Regions from separate parts of the Manis pentadactyla genome. Here regions 2 and 3 are each linked to region 1. A link is a contact called in public Hi-C data. All regions are on one chromosome and are shown on one strand. The core of a region is the stretch at or near the end of the contact, and the rest is flanking DNA. Distances in the headings are between cores, read along the strand shown. Region 1 holds the start of TMEM14A (transmembrane protein 14A). Region 2 holds the start of EFHC1 (EF-hand domain containing 1). Region 3 holds the start of LOC130681353.

What was found. Hi-C and Micro-C count contacts between places; a contact is called where the count stands out from the background.
Region 2: a Hi-C map of skin fibroblasts shows a contact between it and region 1, with 5 times the contacts expected there. The contact joins the promoter of EFHC1 here to the promoter of TMEM14A in region 1. A contact is called at or near these places in 3 of 3 Hi-C or Micro-C datasets (blood, fibroblasts and skin fibroblasts).
Region 3: a Hi-C map of blood shows a contact between it and region 1, with 2.5 times the contacts expected there. The contact joins the promoter of LOC130681353 here to the promoter of TMEM14A in region 1. A contact is called at or near these places in 2 of 3 Hi-C or Micro-C datasets (blood and fibroblasts).

Annotation. Positions count from the first base shown.
Region 1 is chr16:20,801,709-20,804,500 of mManPen7.hap1, reverse strand. It overlaps TMEM14A (transmembrane protein 14A), which reads left to right and starts at 1,334. Exons shown (of 7, transcript XM_057493756.1): 1 at 1,334-1,417; 2 at 2,633-2,723. The coding sequence starts at 2,654.
Region 2 is chr16:21,012,876-21,015,667 of mManPen7.hap1, reverse strand. EFHC1 (EF-hand domain containing 1) reads left to right here and starts at 1,398. Exons shown (of 10, transcript XM_036916391.2): 1 at 1,398-1,604. The coding sequence starts at 1,542. LOC130681190 (a long non-coding RNA gene) reads right to left here and starts at 1,384. Exons shown (of 7, transcript XR_008994254.1): 1 at 1,074-1,384.
Region 3 is chr16:20,625,029-20,627,820 of mManPen7.hap1, reverse strand. LOC130681353 reads right to left here and starts at 1,326. Exons shown (of 2, transcript XM_057494251.1): 1 at 1-1,326. It overlaps FBXO9 (F-box protein 9), which reads left to right and starts at 2,524. Exons shown (of 13, transcript XM_036916373.2): 1 at 2,524-2,792.

The sequences.
Region 1 (2,792 bases), core at 85-2,584:
TGATTCAGCCCTGTCTTTCTCACCAGCCCCATCTCTTTTCGCACTTCTGTGCATTTTGAAAATATACTGATGTTTTCTCATGCCACTGGGCCTTTGCACATGTTCTCCCTCTGCCTAGAGCATACCCTTCCTCGCCACTCTCTTCACTTAACTGACTCCTGTTCTCCCCAGCCTCCCTTTTGGGACCCTGCCTTTTGTAGGAATCCTCCCTGAGGCTCCAGACCTTGTTAGGTGCCCCTCCTGGTAAGGCTCATCCATGCATCCACCTCCTTCACTGTGCTATACTGAGTCCTGAAGGCCAGGGCTGTGTCTGAGGGCTTTTGCTTGCTTCCTGCTGCCTTGCACACAGAAGATGCTCAATAAATAGTTGTTAAATGGGATCGAGTGTAAGTTGTAGTTCTATGATTTGGTTCACTGAATGCCTAAATCATAAATTACCCCACCTCAGTTGTTTTCTCCATCTGCTGTTATAGTAATGGCCTTACACATGTCAAGCTTAAAAATGGATATAGGGATGAAAGAGAAGAAGAATCATTATTAGAGCAGCTTGTATGTGTTGAATGCTCGGTATGTGCCAGGCACTGTTCTAGGTGCTTTATAGTATTAACTCATTTAATTACCACAACTCTATGAGTAGATAGTTTTATTATCTCTATTTTATAGATGGAGAAACCATCTTGCAAAGAGACTAAGGAATGTGCCTGATGTTTTACAGCTAGTAAGCAGTGGCATCAGGTTTGAAGCCAAACATACATTGTGGAATATGATTAACTCTGAGAAAGACAGTAAATGGGACTGAGCATGAAGTGCTCATAGAACTGAAGATGGTTAAGTCACCAGATGAACGACAGTGTGGTCACCACTTTAAGCTATAAGTCCAAGAAAAAGTGATTAATTCAGAACTTAAAACTCTGGAAAACCTCAGTTTCATTTGCATTCTCTCTTTGGGCTGCTGACTCAGTTATCAGAGGTATTATTGCTAAGTGTTAGAAATGAGACTTCTCAGAGTCTGAAATGTTGGCTCTGCTGTGTGACCTCAGGGTATTGTGTGCCTTCTCTGTGCCTCAGTCTCCTCATTTGGAAAATGGGGGTAACAATTTTAGTACTTATGTCAGAGGGTTGTGAAAATAATTGCATGAGTTTCTGGAAAGCCTTAGAGTGATGCCTACCTAGCATATGGCAACCAAAACATTACTATCCTTATTATTATTTGTTTGTTCACCATTCAGTCAGTGGTGGTTTTGAACACAGGTCCTTCCTGCATGTTCTGTCCCTCTGCACCACATCCTGGACACAGATGAGCTCTCCTTCCTGACTCTTCTTCCCACAGATACTGAGGATTTTCCAGTGTTGCCTCCTATCCAGGGCCATCATCTCCTGTGCCTGGCATTCCCTCCACCTTGGGCCCTTACTCGCAGTAAGTGCTAGCCTGCTCTCTGAAAGAAGCTCAAAACCCCTTTTCTGTTCTTCTGGGCTATTTTGTTACCAATTGCTCCTGGGAATGAAGCCCAGGTTAACCTAATTGATGAGCTGTGAGAAAATTGTAAAAATATAATAAAGATATCTGATGCACCATGTCTCATATGTACAGAGATATTTTCCCCATACAAAAGTGAAGATATAAAAGCACCACTGAGAATCTTAGCATTTAAAAAGCTGCAAGGAAATTTAAGGCTCATCCTGTCTAGTCCCTTCAACTTTGAGGGGAGTTGAAGTTAGGGGTGGGGTGTGGGCCACCAGCCAACTAATGACCAGTGTACATGTCACCTTCCTGTAGCCAGCACACTTTCTCCTACGTTTACAGAACCCTGAGCAGAATTTCCATGGGACTTCTCACCCATGGATATATATTTCACCTGCTGCTAGCATGCACACAGTAGGAGGTCACAACTCCAGTTAACTTTGCATCAGGCAGGGCTTCATTATATTCTTCAGTGATGCAGCATTGACAGCATGGCTGTCTGCCACCAGAGAAGAGCTGTCTCATAACAAAGCTAGTGACAAACAAATGCTCAGAGTGAATCTTTTGGTTCTGTCAGCAAACAAACATCCATGTTTCCCCTGTTCTTTTCTTAAGTATGAGGAGGATGGGAGAACGAATGTCTGTATGAATATGAAAGAATTCCAAGATGGAGTTGATCAAGTCAGGGAATTTAGAGGTAGAAAAGCAATTTGCTCCAGACCAGTTAGATGGTACAGGCTGGAGTGGTTAACAAGCCTGGAAGTTAGTTAAGAAGGGGAGCAGGTTCCGAGGGAGGTGGGCTGTAGAGGACCATTGGGGTTCTGTAGGTGGGGGAGAAGAAGGACATTCCACATGTGGGAGTGAAAAGTGAAGGTTGTAGTGTTACAGCCCAGTGAGGAGACTACTAACCAGAATGGAAGTCTTCCTTGGAGAGGCGGAAGGCTCTAAGCAGCTGAGGGTAGGGCAGGTCTTGAAGACAAGGAAAGGTGAATCAGCCTGAGGTGCCCCCTGAGTGTGCCTGAAGGTGACAGAATGGGGATATGTAAATATCAAGCTTCTCTCGTTTTAGTAGACTAGAGAAATTAGTTTCTACAATTCTGTGGAATGCGGATCATTTTTATATACATTTGCTCTCCCAGATTCTTTTTATAAAATTTGTCTCTTCCTTAGCTTGAGAATCCCACCTTGCCAATGGACCTGATTGGTTTTGGTTATGCAGCCCTTCTGACATTTGGAAGCATTTTGGGATATAAGCGGAGAGGTAAGCCCAAATCAGATTTTTCGTCAGAGGGACTTGGTAGGGACTTAACTAGGATACCTGAGGGTCTGT
Region 2 (2,792 bases), core at 149-2,648, 210 kb before region 1:
AGCAATAACGGCTTCAGGTGCCACTAGTGGACTCATGTCCTGGGCCCCCTGAACTTCACGCCTGTTACTGAAACCCAGCAGGGGGATTTGCTCGACAAGAAGCAGAACTAAAGCTGCTGTCTGTGCTGGCAATAAACTCCCCATGGCATGGAGCTATGCCTTCTGTGTCAGGCTTACCACTCTATCATGTGTCTAAAATGGCTCATTATCAGAAACAGCTGTTACAAAAATCAGATTCCTAGGCTCCACTTCAGACCTAATGAATACAATGTCTGGGCACCTAGGTTTGGGTTGGTTTTTGTTTCTATTTTAAGCCCCTCGGCTCCTATGGATAGCTTTTTTTTCTTTCCTGGAAATGTTTCAGGAACAGGATTACATTTCACTTAAGGAATATGCTTTTAAAAAGTTTCGTAAAAAGCACCAAAGAGAATATTTTTTTCTTTTCCTTTTTTAATTTAGATCTTGTTTAGCAATACATTAGCATCATTAACAGAAAAAAAAAACATTTACACAGAAACTCAAAAACAGATAATAATATAGTAATCAACCACTACCCAAGAAAATAGGTCCTCTCATTTTACTCTACTGGCAAGCCTAGGTTTATCCTGAACTTTGAGAGATTCTGTCCTGAATAGATGATGAAGCTTTCAAGTAAAAGAGAATACCTAGATCCTGACAGTATTTCACTGCACTTACTCGCTTCTTTCTTATGACAGTCTCCTCTGAAGGAGATGCGTTTCTTTTTGTGGTTCTGATTTTTTCATGGCAGCTGCAAGTAGGTACAAACTAGAGATGAAGAGAATTTAGGTGAGCACCCGTTGTAGGTTGTCAGTCAACAAATAGAGTGTCCTGAAGCGAGTAAGAATCGAGATGGTGCAGAACGGCAGGGATTGACAGAAGAGAGAGGTGACGGTGGGGAAAAAAAGGGAATGCCGAAGTGGGGGGATTAGGGACGAGACGGTTGCATTCGATCAGTTAGCACCCTTGAGCAACAGGGTACAACCATGAATAACTCGCAGCCCCTGCCCCAATAAGCACGGGTCAGGACAGGTAACACTTCACCCAGAACCAACCGTTTACACTTCAGGGTGAAATGTGACAACTGCCTCCTCCGAGAGCTCGGATCACAGGGCCGGGGCTGTCGGCGCAGGAGGGGCGCAGCGAGGCCTAGGGCGGTAGCGGGCAGGAGCTCACCGACGGCCCACCCTGGGCCTCACCGCGACGACTGCGGCCTCTTCAGTCACCTCCTCCCCCGCCCCCCAGCTCCCGGCGTCCCAACGCCAGGAGCTGGGGGGCGGGGCCAGAGGCGCGTGGCCCACTAACCGCCGCGGCCAGCCTATCGCCAGAGCGCGGAATCCCGTGTGCGGCGCACGCGCATATCCGTTACTACTGCCCCTCGGGCCCCGCCCTCCCCGCACGGCAGCTCAGGTTGTTTGGCGTTACCATGGAGCTTCAAGGGGCCCACAAACGCGGCTCGTCGCCCGGGCAACCGGGGACGACCAAACCGGACAGAGGTGGTGACGGCGGCGCCAACTGCTGAGATGGTGTCCAACCCTGTGCACGGCCTGCCCTTTCTCCCGGGCATGTCCTTTACGGACTCCACGGTGAGGACTTCTCTGCCCAACCGCCACCTGCCTCCATCCCCGGCGGCCCCCACGGGCTCGCCGCTTAGTCCGCCTCTATGCTTCTCCTCTCAAGATTGTCCTCTCCCCCATAAATATGTCTCTGCCCCTACCCTTTTTCCTCTTCGCCGCGATTTCGTCGTCCTGCGCCACCCAGCTTTATCCTTTCTCTCCTGTCCTTGGCCCTCCGCTCCATCCCGCTAGATTTTTTCCACTCCAGCCCGGCTGGCTGTTGTCTTCTGTTATCAGTGTTCCTGGTCGCGCCCTTGCTTGCAGCTCGGCTTCTCTATCCCCTGTCCGTCTCCCTCGGGATCACTGTTTTCCCCACCCTACTCCGCAGGTCTGTGGAGGTTCCGTGCCTAGCACATTCTCCCACACCAGACCCCTCCGTGCCCAGCTCCGTCCTTAACTGCCACCTCGGCCCTAGCCTTGGCCCCTCCTTCCATCAGCGTCTCTGCACCTTCGTTCTCATTCCCGCAGCCTCTTCCCACCCACTCTCCCCACGCCCATCTCTTTCCTCTGCTGAATCCTGGACCCAGTAATCTTCCCCACTCCCAGCTTCATTTCTGCCTTACATACCATTCATTCTCTTCTTTCCACCGGGTCATTTTCCATAGTTTGCCTTTCTCATTTATGCTTCTGCCCAGCCTCATCTCTTTTCTGCCGTACTTCTGCTTTTCCTATAATCTGGTCCCACCTTCTCCCCTTTTGTATTTTATCTTTCTTCATTTCTTTTTCTCCAAAAAATTTGACTTTCAACACTTGCCCATTCGCCTTCCAAACCATCCTTTTCCACTTCGTAGGAGATAATTCCATTCCAGTTCCTTCAACCACAAAGGATTTGTTGTTTTTTTTCCCACCTAGCCCCATTCTTTTCTAACACTTATAAAAGATGAAACTGTTTAGATTTTGTTTTGCTCCTCTTCCCCTACCTTAAGTGTTTTTAGTTGCATTCTCTAAACAGTATTGAAGACGACTTGACATAGTTTAGCCCTCGACAAAATTATTTACTATTTGTTTTAATTCTAACAGAGCTACTGAAATACTTATTGGAAGATCCATATTGAGATTCAGTAGGCTGATTATTGTAGATGAGACAATAATAATTTATATTTATATAGTTTAATGATGTAAGCTATAAATTCCTCTCCATGGTCATAAAGGTAAGAT
Region 3 (2,792 bases), core at 77-2,576, 180 kb after region 1:
GAACGCGACCTCCCGCACCAAACGCCCTTCTTATTGCAGATCGGCCTCATAAGGCCTCAAAATTTAGAACTGGAGGCTTCGATGCACGTTCGGAGAACATTTCATTTTAGGTAATCATGGGGAAATAATTTTCCTGAAAACATTTTAAAAAACGTAACTGAAGTTGCACGACATTGTGAATGAAATCAATGCCACTGAATTGTATACTCAAAAATGGCTAAGGTGGTAAACTGTGTTATATATTATTTCCCACAATAAAAAATATTTAAAATAAAACACAACTGATTACCAGTTAGCATTTATTTGAACCCTAAGAGTTTTTACATTGTTAGCAACTTTAGTTTGAAGGATTGCATTTTCATCCAGGTGGAAACAGTCTAATTTTCTCTGAGTTTAAATCCCCCAGCTAACCACCGTATCAATTTTTTCTCCCTATTTTTATTTTTGAATTCTAAGAACTGATGACATTGTTTTTTTCCTAAAGACTCTATGCAGATGTCCTGAATCCCTCTTTTATTCCTCCTTTTGATGTAAGATATAAGACAGTCAAACTTCCTTAGACTTCCTGTCCCAAATGGGACAGGGTCATCTGGCTATCTTGTAAATGTCTAACATTTATTTACCTTTATATTTACCTATATAATACCCAAACTACATGGCAAATGAAAATGGAAAGTCATTATCAAAAAATAGGGAAACGAGGGAGCCTAACAAATCATATACTATACCCATGAAAAGTGATTTTTTAAAAAATACCTAAAATAACTGGTTTTAGTTCAATTCAGTTGTCCAAGCAAGTCTACCTGGAAAATAGAAGGACTGTCTTGTTCTACTTTTAACAAGGGTTCACTGAGTTGGTAAATGGATTAGGTCAGCAGTTCCAGCCTGGGGAAAATGATAACCTTGTAAATATAACGTGATGCGACAATATAACCCTGTAAAGAGGTCTAGTGGATACAGAGGATAGTGATCTAAAATACTAAATTTGTAGCTGTGACACATAACATTTTAAAAAATGGCTAAGGTAGTAAACTGTGTTTATATATAAAGTAGGTGCTTAAGTTATTGTTACAAATACTAGTTATTTTATTAAGCTTTGTTTATATGCTAGAATAGAAATCTTCTGTGTTAACTGACCAAGATAAATTAGTATTCAGTATGTTTAATGTAATAGACCAGTTCGGAAAATATTTCAGTACCTCATTCTTCATCTGCAAAACTGATGTTTTGTATTCATGAATCACATATATCATTTTCTTCTATTACAAATCCTTTCATCTAATCTTTCCCCCCGATTTAAATTTCAAAATCCAATTATAGTCATTGGGAGGAAAATCATCCTTAAAAGACCTAAGCCCTAAAGCCGCCTTTGAAAGCTAAAAATTATTACATTTTTGGCCTCCGTTAAACATGAAGGTACTATTCATAGGTAGCTGATTTAGGATGCAAATAAAACATGCCCTTCCGAACATACTCATCCGAAGGATGGATCCTAATATTAAAAGACAGCAGTTGGGCTTCCTTATTGAAGCTCACCATCTGCCCCCGTCTCCTTTTTCATCTTTGTCTGCAGAAGACGTACTGCATTTCTAAGATTTCTAGAATAAAATGATAGCCAAGAGCTTTAAACTCTGTGAACTTATTGAACACAGATAGGGTTTTGGAATCCTGACCACTATTACAATCTGGCACCTAATAGAAACTTTAGAAACTTCAGAAGCTCCGTACATGTTTGCAGAACGAAGAGGCTGTAAAACTGTAGTTTTTCAACAGAGCATGTATAATTTCGTATTTAAAACAATGTGAAATGTGGAAATATATATATATATATATCGCTTGATGAGTGGCCGCTGTGGAAGTGACACCAGGTGTTTGAGCTTTAAGAGGATGGGCGAATACCATGTGCAGAGTCCAGCGCGCTACGCGAAACAGCGGACTACAAACCCCAAGGTCTCGTCGGCGCAGTCCCCGCAGGACTCGGGTTTCGAGGCCCTGGAGTCTTAGCGTCATGCCCCCGTTGCATGATGGGATCCGTAGTGCGACAGGGCTTGGCAGTCGCTGAGTTTTCTTCCAAACAGAATCTTTTCCTCGACCTCCAGACCCGTGCTTTTGAAAAGTTAAGTTGCTCTAACAGCCTGTGGCTGTAGTGGAGTTTCACTCCCTGCACGTCTGGGGTGGCTCTAGCCAGAGTCACCGACGACCATGCAGCGACCGTCCCGAGCGTCGTTTGATGCCCTTTAGGGCTGCTTGCCGTAGGGTCTCAACCCTCCATTTGAGTTACAGACATTTTTGAGGTTACGCGCGTTCCACCTTGCATAAGCATTCACTGGGCCGCTGCGTGGGTCTTGTTTGGATTTCGGCAAATCGGTGAGCTGGCCTCCGGGTGGGCCTCGCGCACACAGCACGTCCCAGCCCCGCGGCCCTCCTCCAGGCAGCGCGCGGGCCGAAGAGCCGTGCACGCGAGCGGGGGCGCCGGCGGCGACGGCACTGCGCACGCTCGCTACGTCGGCGCACGCCTCGGCGGCAGAGGGGCAGCTCCGCAGCGGCGTCCGGCGTCTCCTCCAGGGCCGACGCTGTGGGGCTCGCGCGCTTCTCTGCCTCGCCTGGCCGCGGGCGTTCTTCTGCCCCGCGAGTCCCCGGCCGCCGCTCCAGCGCGCCCCGGTCTGGCCTCCTGCCCCGCGAAGATGGCTGCCGTACGCCGGGCCCGCAGTTACTGCCGCTGTCTGGTGCGCTTCTCCGACCGAGAACTCTGCTAAGCCCCGCTGCAGCAGAGCGGCAGGAGTAGACACCGG